Linked DNA regions of Triticum aestivum: region 2 is linked to region 1. The links are chromatin contacts, called in public Hi-C maps. All regions are on one chromosome and are shown on one strand. The core of a region is the stretch at or near the end of the contact, and the rest is flanking DNA. Distances in the headings are between cores, read along the strand shown.

What was found. A called contact is a pair of places that touch in the nucleus more often than the background predicts.
Region 2: a contact with region 1 is called in a Hi-C map of an unstated tissue, with 10 times the contacts expected there. The contact joins the promoter of LOC123101294 here to the promoter of LOC123103029 in region 1. A contact is called at or near these places in 3 of 5 Hi-C or Micro-C datasets (leaf and an unstated tissue).

Annotation. Positions count from the first base shown.
Region 1 is chr5A:297,002,539-297,008,491 of IWGSC CS RefSeq v2.1, reverse strand. It overlaps LOC123103029 (two-component response regulator ORR9), which reads right to left and starts at 3,628. Exons shown (of 5, transcript XM_044524517.1): 1 at 3,330-3,628; 2 at 3,155-3,246; 3 at 2,977-3,060; 4 at 2,814-2,884; 5 at 1,842-2,309. The coding sequence starts at 3,435. The coding sequence ends at 1,970. It overlaps LOC123103030 (DNA-directed RNA polymerases IV and V subunit 5B), which reads left to right. Exons shown (of 4, transcript XM_044524518.1): 4 at 1,590-2,408. The coding sequence ends at 1,715.
Region 2 is chr5A:297,260,753-297,266,705 of IWGSC CS RefSeq v2.1, reverse strand. LOC123101294 reads left to right here and starts at 3,267. Exons shown (of 5, transcript XM_044522807.1): 1 at 3,267-3,326; 2 at 4,040-4,427; 3 at 4,784-4,890; 4 at 5,898-5,953. The coding sequence starts at 3,267.

The DNA of each region.
Region 1 (5,953 bases), core at 2,379-4,878:
CCACTCTCCTAGTGCTATACAATCCCACCGCTGCCACAGCAGGAGGCTGCACAGAGGCGACGGTGTACTTGTTCATGGACATGGCAAACCTTCATATACATTGGAATGCCAAGGTGCCCAACAGCTTCCCCTACCCTTGTTTGTTACGAAGCTCCACACTCCCTGTCAAGTTTGTGACCCCCAAGCTTGGGAAGGAACTTCACTCATTATGGAGCCAGGCCCTCAAAAAAAAAAAGGAGCCACCGCTATCATATTCTGAAAAAACTCCCTTGGCCTCAACTTTGTTGGCGTCTCCTGCTGTGCCATGACTCGTCCAGCAAGCCCTGCAATTTCAGCAACTATGAAATGATGTCAATGTCATCAATTGTACCCCCATTTTCACCTCTTGTGGCTGACCTGGTCCTTTCTTAAGCCACGGCGATCAATGTGGCATAATATATAGCAGACAGCAGGCTGTTCAGTGATAAACGTGTCAATACTAATACGGCAGGCGGCAGGGCATTTCCGTGGTCAATGTGTCATACTATATGCAGGCTGTAGGGCTATTCATAGCCGGGTTCGCCAGCTGGTTAACTCCCAGTTGAAGATGCAAGAATGACAAGAAGAGAAGGTACATGAGTTAAGAGCTCTTTTATGTAATGAGTTGGGCAAAAATGGGGTTGAACAGGCTATCGGGTGGGTGATGTTGGGAGCTGGCTTGGAGAATGAACGATGGGGCTAGAGGAAAGGAGGGTGTAGGCCAGTTGGAGGTGGAAGAGGATAAAACGTTGGAAATTGTATCTCATCTTCTCTCTTTGTAGTGTCAAATCTTCAATTGCGAATCTGCAAACGGCAAATCATCGATCACTATCTATTTTCCCCATTTTTTGTGGGATCAAGTGTTTCATGCTAGAACTGTGATGTTATTTTTCCAGTCTTGCTGGCGTTGCAAGTTTTTTCCCCTGCGGGAACGATATTGCAAGTCGCTATGTGAACTATGTAACCTTTTTTTTGTTACATCCTGCTGGATGTCACTATTTCCTTCACAGATCAGCCTGGCTGTTGCCTATTGGTCTGCATGTTAGTTCCTAGTATGTGCTTGATTGTGTTTGCAACATGAATGTGGCTGAAGGAAGATCACAATCCCTTGTTGTGCTTGGATGCGATGATGGAGACCATCATTGATACATTTTACCATCCTGACCACTTGCGTCTCATAGACATATCATGCTGATAATTTTCTGATTTGCCATAATTTTTTTGTGAGGTTGCCATATTATTTGTGTTCTTATTTGGTTTTGTTTAAACTAGAACTTTGATGTATTACCCAGTTTAAGACATTTAGTATTTCCACACACTAACTGATTGTGCTGTTACCATAAAAGAATTGAAGATAAGTATATTAATGTCTTAGTCGCTGTGGGGCATAGCTCATTATCCTTTTGTCTGCCTGTTGGATTTTTCACATGCCTAAAATGCCAAACTGCATTTGTTATTACTCCTCATCAAGTTCTTTTTGCATGAACCTTCAATTTCTTAAAATCCTCATCAAGTTGTTATATAGTTATTTTTAACCACAGTTTGCTGAAAATGGTGCTTTTATCTTTCAGCTCCCTCGCATGCTAGAGACCGATCCTGTTGCTCGCTACTATGGCCTCGGCAAGGGAACCGTGCTTAAAGTTACATATGACAGTGAGCTTACTGGGAACCATGTGACATACCGATGTATTTTCTGAGGGCTGCATGTGTTTCCATGGATGAAAGGTGTAGCAAGCTGTTTGTAAAATCGTGTTAGCTCTATGCTGATTCATTGGCCTGAAGGTATTTGGGACTTCAGGCGTGTTACACCGAGCATGGTCGACTGGATTCAAGCCGTATCCGTTTACTAGAGCTAGCATAGGTTTTACATACAAATCAGATGTCAGAAACCTGATTAAGATGAAGAACCAAGAAAGGAAAAAAGATTGACTGTCAAACAATCTTTCTTCAGCTAACAACTGTGGTTTGGTCTGCTTGTCTTGGGTAAAATTTCGTCATCTGCCGCCTTTCTCTTGCGGATGTTGCTGCTATCACCAGTGCTGTTATCTGTGGGGTTACTGCTGCTGATGGTATCGCTGCTGCTGTTGTTTGTGGGGTTACTGCCGCTAATGGTGACGGTATCGCTGCTGCTGCTGTTGTTTGTGAGGTTGGTCTCGCTGTTGCTTAGCAGGTCTTCGTCCTGGTGGCAGTGCTCCTTGCATCTGCTTTTCATTATGTGGGGCTTGAGCTTGCTCATGTCTGATAGCCGTACTGGTTTTAGGAAGAACTCATTTGCTCCTTCCTCCAGGCATCTGATTCAGAACAAACAAAACCGTAATTGTCAGAGTTCATTCTAAGATCCTACTATATTTCTTTACAGCTTTATTTATGTCCATATATTTGGGTTTTTACTCCATATGCGCCGATAGAAATAGACAAGTGGCACTGGTGAGTTGTCTGCTACTATAACCCTTTTTATATAGAGATAATCGACTCGAAAGATCGACAACCGTATCATTCCATATCTTTACTATTTATTTGACACTAAATATTTCATGATAGAATATGAGCACGACGTGAGCTGGGTGGGGGTTGTTCCTTTATTAGAAGGCATGTGACCCCAAATCAATAAAGGATTCCAAGAGATCTTGGTGTCTAAATTTAGATCAAGGTCTATCAAACATGTAGTAATAACAGATGAGACTATCTGAATCTTTTCTAACGGTGGTTCAGCTATAAAGTTTCTAAATCAGCACCATCAATAATCAATCTGGTTTCCAAAACAAACAAGATTTTGGGTCCGTAACCGTGCTCACCTGTTGATTCTGGAAGGTATGTTCTCCGATGACATGATCACAACCGGGATGTCCCTGAAAGACGACGACTCCTGATTCAACAAAAGCCAGATGGAGACCATTAGCCACCATGCTCTTCAGGCTTGAGCAGACCAAATCAAACTAAAAAAAAAAGGGCTGGTACCTTGATCTTCTTGAGCAGATCGTACCCTGTCATCCCAGGCATGCAGTAGTCGGTGATGATGAGGTTCACGTTCACCTCGACGTCCTGCTTAGGACCAAACCCAAAATTAATCAATCAGAAACAGTTTCAGAGCACTAGTACTGTGGCTGCGCACATGATAGACCATCTGTCTTCTTACCAGTTGGTCCGCATGGACAGAAGAAATGGAGGCGTCCTCGCCATGGAGCCCCAAGAACTCGAGAGCCTTGGTCCCAGAATCCACGGTGGTAACTGCGGAAACAGAGACTCTGCCTCAGATGCCATGGCATAGCAGGAACACAACTTCGTATGCTGCAAATGAAATTGATTGATACCTTGGAAAGAAGATGTCTTGAGGAGCCTCTCAATGAGCTTCCTGTCGAGGACGCTGTCATCCACGGCCAAGACATGGAACGGAGCCTCCGCGATCGCCACCGCCATCGGAGAAGAAAGAGAGAGCGTGTGTTTTGTGTGATGGAGGAGGATGCTATGAGGAGAAAGCAAGGATGGTAGAGTTAAGGCAGGAGGTGTGTGCGCTTGGCATGAGAGAGAGAGAGAGAGAGAGAGAGAGAGAGAGAGAGAGGGCTTTCCAGGAGCGTGTGGGTGGAGTCGAGTTTATATGCACCGGAAGCACATGAGAAAGGATTCCAGGGAGATATGGGGTGGGGAAAAGGTGGGTGGAGAAAACAAGTGTGATGACCAAAGGAAATCCCGCCTCATGGAAAGCAAGATCCGGGCCAGATTTCCCCCAAATCTTGCCATGAATTGACTCCACCATAGAATAGACCTGGCAGGCCCATCAGCCACAGCAAAGCCATGGTCCACCATTTTCTCTTGTTCCCTTCCCTTTCTTTCTCGTTTCCTGGCCTGTCCTCTTGCTTGCTCGGCTGACCTGAAAGGAAGATTTGGGGTCGCTTCTGGCGATTTGGTAAAGCGGAGAAAAGATGAGGAGATCTTCCACAGGTGTGACCTTGCGGTTTGATGCGCGTCCATCTCATCTGTTGGTTTTTTCCCCTTCCTTTCCCTTCCCTGTATAAAATCTGTTGGTGGTGCATCACTAGTTGGTTCCTACCCGGGACGTCGAGTCTGCAGTACAGACGTGTTACGACCAGCTGCGAGTTATGTGGCTCCACATAATAGTATGCGGTGTTGCCAATCAGTGGCAGTTCACTTGAAAGGGTGTGGGCGATGATGTTTCTTTTTTAACTCTCTGCAGTGAACAAACATAGCAAATCTGACGGCTTGGGGTATCAATTTATGATGTTGCGAGTATGGCAATTTCCTTCGGTAGATTGTGTCTTGAAAGGTTGTGGGCGATGATGTTTTGCTACAAATCTGACGTCGGATTTTCTAGCATGACAAATCCCTGATGTGCTTAGTCTTTTTTGCCAGGACTTGATATGCTTGCTGAAGAAAATTGTCATGCTCACGACAATATAATTTGTCATTCCGAGCATCATATTTGACATGCTTAAAAGTCCACCGTTAGATTTTTAATATTTCCGATAGAAATTAGAGGTCATTACCCCTTAATAAAAAAACGAGTGCCTATTCATCGGGCACCCAGGGAAAAAAACCAGTGTCAACCGTTAGATGACCATCTAACGACCAAGATCGTGCGTGGAACTATTCCTGTTCAACCTTCACATGTAGCCGGTCGCGCTTCTCATTACCCCGCCCTCCCTTAACCCGCGGTGCTGCCTCCACCCCTGGCCATCCCTTAAAGGTCTCGAGCAAAAAAAAATCCGCCAAGCCCGCAACCCTCCCCCTCCCCTCACCCTAAACATAGGGCTAAAATTCAACATCTGCATGTAGTTTGGTTGCCTGCATTAGGCTTCCTGCATCAAGGAAGCAATTTCTACTACGTTTTTTGGTTGCCCGTGTCGCTGTTGTTAGACAAATAGCATGTTGTTTGGTTGCAAACGGCATAAGGTGTGACTTCACACTAGTGGTGACCTTACCACACACACTAGTTGAACAACGTCTTGTTCTAGCTAGGAAACAAATGACAGTTTATCTTAACTATTAACAAATGGCAGTACAAATTATTAAGAGCCATATGGCTGAATAAGAGAAAGTTCATCGATGCTAACTAGGTGGAAGTCCATCCTCTTCTTCTTCTTCTTCTTCTTCTTCTTCTTCTTCTTCGTCTGACCTCTGCTATCCTACGTTGTCTGAGCCCACTCCAATGTTTTGTTCTCCACGCTTCATTGTTAAACGTCTCCACACCATGGCCAGAGCTGACCACATCATCGGGCATCATATCTTCCTCGCCCGGCACAAGTTCATCACAACCCCATTGTAGGATCTAGTTATAAAGGATTGAACATGAAAGAACAAGCTTAATTTGGGTCGGGTAAGGGTGGAATGGCTTTTGATGCAGGATCTTAAACCCATTCTTCAGAGGTCCAAATGCCCTCTCAACCCTAACTCCAAGGTTGTAGTCTCTGAGATTGAACAGTTCCTGAGGAGTCCTAGGATATTTCCCACCAGAGGAATCGCTCAGATGGTACTGGTTTTCCTGAAGGGTGGAAGAACACGTGTCGACATGCATAACCAGCATCTCCTAGGTAGAACTTGCCATCGGGTCTAATCATGTTGTCACTTAGAATGTTGGCATCATGTGCTAATCCTCCCCAGCCAGCCAACACATATGTGAACTTCAAATCGAAGTCAACAGCAGCAAGCACATTTTGGCTTGTATAGTGCTTGCTCCCCCTGCATGCTGCAGATTATGACCTCGACACTCTGAGAGTGACATAAGTACCATCTATTGCCCCAATGCAATTCTGAAATGGCATTGCAAGATGGTGTTATGGCTATAACAGAACAATACAAGCATATCAAGGCATCAACTACGTATTGTGCTCACCTTGAAGTATAGATACCATCTTGGGCTAGTGCGAATCTTGTTAGGAGTCCGACCGGTTTGTGACCTGATCATCTCTCCTCCGAGTTC
Region 2 (5,953 bases), core at 2,018-4,517, 260 kb before region 1:
TTGAACGGTTTAAAAGTAATTTCAAAAATGGTACAAGTTCCACCGAGTTCGTATTTTCGAGCTAATTTTTTAACCGTACATCCAAATGCAGCAAATGATATGGCGTTGGAAAGCTTGAAGAAATGCGAAACATTTTTGTATATATTGTTTCTCCTAATTCATTACAGTTTTATGTCAGTTTTGAAAATGACTAAAAACATATTGTTGCCATAATTTCTACAAACTTTATCGGAATGGGGCAAATAATATAACGCTAAAAAGCTACAGAAAATTCAAAACTTTTTCATGTTGATGGTTTTCTGTGATTCCTTGCCGTTTTCAAGTAATTTCGAAAATGGCGAGATCGTTCATTCTGCCTTTATCGCGAAATAGATTCTTCGAAAATACACCGCGTGAAGAACCTGAACTTCTCGGCATGTCTACTTGAACTTCACTCTGTTTTCACGTGCTTTTTTTGCCCGTAGCTCTCCATCCACTGCTCGTAGCTCTCCATCCACTCACTGGAATTGAGCAAGTGATATACCGATGGAAAGCTGCTGTAAACACGCAACTTTCCCGTGTTGATCGTTTTTTCATACTCGCGACAATTTTAAAAGTTTTTCATCTCAAATTCATTCACTATAGTAGTCGAACTTCCCATTGTTTTCACGTTGAACTTCTGTGACGTATTTTCTTTGTAATTTTCTCATTCATTCGTGAGTGTCACATAAATGTTATTATTTTTGTACAAACCTCTCTCTTGATAATTTTTTTTAAATTTCTCCGACGAGGACTTGAAACTTACACAAATGATATTCCTCATGTTTTGAAGTAAATTAGAAAATGACGATATCATAATTTTTGCCTTCATCGCAAATGGAAATGCACTGTGTGAAGTAGTTGAACTTCTTGGCCATGTCTGTTTGAACTTCACTCTGTTTCAATTTATTGTTTTTTTTCTTATATGAAATACACACTATGTAGTACATGAACTTCTGGTTATTATCACTTTGAACTTCTATCTGGTTTGAGAGAATTATTTTAAAACACAAAAAATAATATATTTTTTATGTATTTTGGACTTCTAAATACACGGTGAACCTCTCTCACAAGAATTTTTTGAACTTTTCCTCGCAGAGCACTTGAACTTCTAGCAACCATTTTTTTGTTTATGAGTTGTTTTTAAAAGTGCAAAAAATGGCATTGTATTTTTTATTTTTTGAACAGGTAAATTCTAGGTTTTAATAAACTCCGAACTTCTCTGTTATTTCAATATGAACTTCACCTTTTTATATTTTGAGTAAAGAATTGTATTCGATTTTTATACGGAAAAAATCGAACATGGAAATACATGGTGAACCTCTCTCGCCATAATTTTTGAACTTCTCCGGACAGAGCACTTGAACTTCTTTCAACAAACCTTTTAATCTTTTATTTTTCTATACTTTTATTTCTCACCTGAAATGCATTTCTTGCAGTACTTGAACTTCTCTATTATTTTAATTTGAACTTCTTAGTTTTATTCTTTAGTAACGAGAAAAATCGAGTTTTTTGAACTTCTTTGTTATTAATTTTTGAACTTCTTGGTTTTATTTTTTAACAATATGAAAAATCCGATTTTTTTATAGACATCGAACTTCACTACTTTAAAAATTTGAACTTCTTAGTTTTATTGGTTAGTAACGGGGAAAATTCTTTTTTATATGAACAATGATACCGCGCCGTTTTTTCTTTTGAACTTAATAGTTTTTATAGAATGGGGAAAATTAGTTTTTATACAATCTTTTGAAATGCTCCACTTTTTAATTTGAGCTTCATTGATTTTTTTTACAAACTGGGAAAATCCGTTATAAAGATTTTTGAACTACTTTTTTTTAACTTCTTGCTCAAAATTTTTGAACTTCCAAATTTGTCTTTTAGACATTAAAAACTTCATTTTTTTAATGTTGACCTGCTTCGGTTTTTAAGTTTTAAATTCTTATAGATTTTTGTTGCGACATTTTTATGCATTTTTGCTTCTCGGTGAAATGGCCTAGGCGGTCCATTTTTCATTTGATCATTTTTCTTCTGTACGTGGTACACGTGAGCTTCGGAATTTCTTAAACATGAAGTTGGGTGCTATTAATTTTTTCATGAAACTCCATAGTTTTTATTCTTTGAATTCCATGATTTTTTTGTTTACATTTTGGAAAACCGAATGGAGCGAAAAACTAGGAATATGGATGTTTTTAAGGACCTTTTTTTAAACATTACTAACGTGTATCTCTTATTAAAGTACAGTTCATCTCCATGTAGTTCCACTCAGCTTCTATACTATGTCAACTGGCTATTTATCGAACATCTGAACTTTAGCATACGACGACATTTGAACTTTCATGGCCAAAAAACTTCCCAAATGTTTTTACTTCAAAATTAGGGGAAGTGTTTTAATGTCGGACATCCACAAAGTATAATTTATCCACACCATATCATTCAATTGGTCAAATAGGCAAACTCAGAGAAAGAAATACACAAGTACATTCCAAGGAAAAGCGTCAACAGTAGTAGCACTAGGCAGTAGCAATCACACAGGCTGCCTATGGAAGCACACCGAGCCGTTACATGCACGCGCACCACTTGCATACACAACACACAGGGAGCGCACAGCGCGCCAGCACGCATGCACAACAGGCGCAAGCCCACGGCCACGCTCACCGCCACGGCACGCAGCATCACACACGCACACCTTCTGGAAGGTGCTGCGTGCTAGAGAAGGGGCGGCCTCAGGGACGATGAGGCACTGGCGGGATGGCTACCTGGGAACATGGTCGATGATCGGCGGCAGGTGCTCATACGAAGTCTTCCTTCCAGGCGTGGATCTGTCAAACTGCTGTTAGTTATTTTGTTGAACTGATAGAGGAGAACTCCTGCAAATATTTTTTGGAAATTTACTGAAGAAATGTTGCAGTTTTTGCTGCAAGAAGTATCGTTGTCTTCACTGACGACGCATGCCCGGATGGATCGTTGGAGGACAGAACAAGAGGGAGGAGGCCAACAAATACATCAAACAAATACAAATACAGAGCTGTTCTTCCACAGCTTGCTCGACTGGATCTGCCAACCCTTTTTTATCGTTTTTCCTCCGTTTCTGCACAGGTTAGCTCTGCACCTGCACCTTCTGGTTCACCTACGAGATGTACTGGCTAGCAAGAGGAACGCCAAGACGACGAGGCAAGAGGTTGGATAAGTTCTAGGCAGAAGAGGGAAGACGTCCAAGGTGAGACAGCTAGGGAGGACGGTGTCGGGGGATGGGGCCGTGGGCCGCTGGGCTGCGCGCCTGGGGGCTGCTGGTGGAGGCCGGCGCTCGTGTGCTCGGATCGAGGGGTGTGTGCAGCGCGGCCGCCGAACCCAGGCACGGGGCGTCGCGGCGGACGGACCCAGGAGCGGGGTGACGCGGCGGCCGGACCCAGGAGTGGGGCAACTCCAGCGCGGATGGAAGGCCGCCGGCAGCCGCCAAAGTGGAGGGCGGAGCGGGAGGTGGCTGGCCACGGGAGGGAATCGGGCCGCCGCCGTCCCCAGCGGATCCCTGGCGGGGGAGCTGGCCGCCGCGTGGTGGCGGCGGATCTGAGGAGGCACCGGTGGTCGGGGACGAGGCGGCATCGGCGTTGGGCGGGGCGAGGGCGGCGGAGGGGATGCGGGGAGGTGGGAATCGTGGGGTCGGGGTGGGAGGTTGATCAGGCCTGGGGTGTTTTTTTACAAGGATGTACTAGTTCGGGAGTTTGGGAACAACCCGATCGCTGCTATATAAGAGGCTGTGATCCAAATAACTATTCTAATTGCGGGATTAAAATAGTGCTGTCCTATATATATATATATAGGGCTGGACTATTTTGTTACCACCGGTAACAGAATATTATTCTGTTACTCTCAGTCTCTATAAGAGTGCGACGCGCAGACGATAGTAGAAATTCCCCGACCCGTCTCAATCTAACCCGCCTTCTACCGCCGGAGCCAGCCGTCGCGGGCGAGCGAGCGACGGCGGCAGCCAGAGCGAGGGAGCCCACGGCGCCGTGACGGGTAGCTCCTCCGACACACGCGCTGCCGCCGGCTGGCCGTCCGCACGCCTCCCCGCCGACGGGCTCGCCGGCCCTTTCCCGCGCACCTTCCCTCCGACGGGCGTCGCGCCGACGCCTCCCCGCCGACTGGCGCTGGCCCCTCCCCGTCCGCCACCCCCAGCTTCGAGAGCCGGTGCCCGTCCACGGATTCGAGCGCCGCCGCCCACACCCGGATTGGAGGGACGGCGGCCTTCCTCTCGACTGCCTCCACCGTGACTCCAGGTACCCACCTCCACTTCGCCGCCGTTCACCAACACGGGCACCACCGCCTCCCCCGTGCTTCCTCCCGACTGCTTATCCCTGCGCGGTCGGGAACCAGCCCCCATGCACTGCTTCAGCGTAGTCCCCGTCCAGGTATGGTGCTTACCAAAGTCCAGCTCTACCTCCCTTGCCCGTCCAAGCTCAACAATTCTGACTATCGAGGCTACAAATTCGAGTCTAGTGCGCCACTGAGGCTACAAGTTCGAGTCTAGTCCTCCACCGAGGCTATAAGTTCGAGTCAAATTACTGCAACAATTCAGAGAAGGGAACCATATAAGTTCAAAAGAAAAACTCACATCAGAAGTATAATCCAGTTTACCTCGTTGGTGCTATTCCTATGTAATCTAGTTTGTTCGGGATTGGGATACTAGTATGTAATTGTTGAACTAAGAATTTGGGAAAACTAATTGCATTACATATATCATCTCTTGCTGGATTGTTGGTGCTAGGCCTAGGTCGAGTGCGGAGTGCCGCTCCAGTTCATACTTCGGCGCTGCGGCATGCGGTAGGGATGCAGAAGGAACACCTCGCCTTTGGTGGGCAAGCACACCACGAGGTAATGGAAAAGCTCCAATACACACCTACAATGTATTTTGTGCTGAAAGTGTTGTTCTAATCCGCTGTCATCGCAAGCTGCTATGATGTGTTGTCACCATTTATAATCTGTTAATGACCGGTATGTTCTTGTCAGTTCATGTGTGTCCTTGTTGTCAGGTCGTGTTCGTCTTTTATAATCAGTTTGTGTACATGTGTGTTCTTTTCAGTGCATTATACTTGGTTCCGTTCAATTTCTAATTCTAGTTCAGTCCAATTTCTAAATTTAGCTCAGTCCAAAACTTATTCTAGATTCATTTGAGGTCAATTCTTACTTTAGTCTATATATCTTGTGGGTCCATACAATCTGTATCAAGTTTTGCTTGTGTCATACATCATTTTTAAAATCGAAAACATTTGCTATTGCTAGATAACAGAAAAGAGTATTGTTTACTTATTATTTCTTCTTCAGTCAGTTCAATTACTTGATGTACCTATGTTGTCCAATTTCTACTTTCAATTTCCCTGCCACCGCGTACAAGCAGTTCCCTACCGCCAGCCCTGTCCGTTCAATGTCGCCGCCAAGGACGCGTCCCGCTCCAAGGCCATGGCTTATGCTTCAGCGGCAAAAAAGTGGAGCCTGCTGTAGGAGTCGCGGGGTCGAGGACCTCCAGCTCAACAGTACAACTGCTTCCTCTATGGCCGGTCGCTCAAGGATCTGAGTGCAAGCCGCTCCTTGCTGCAAGCTGCTGCTGCACCTAGGACTGCACGACACAGCCGCATCCTTTTCTGCTGCTGCTGATGCATGCCCACTACTAAGCAGCTACCAATTGCTGCTATTGTTACCTTATTTTCTATCTGAAGTTTAGTTTAGTGCAGTGACTAGCAAAGGTACAGAGGTACTGAAGGTTGATTCGAGCATAACCCTTACTCTCTGAAAATTTGGCAACAGTTCAATGAAAAGGTTTACCTCAGTACAAAAGTATGGGTACCCAACCAATTTCTGAACAATGTGTCTACTTTCTGCAGGTCCTTGTTGGGATGAGAGGGATGACTAGAATGCTCAGAGAAACATCTTTACTTGA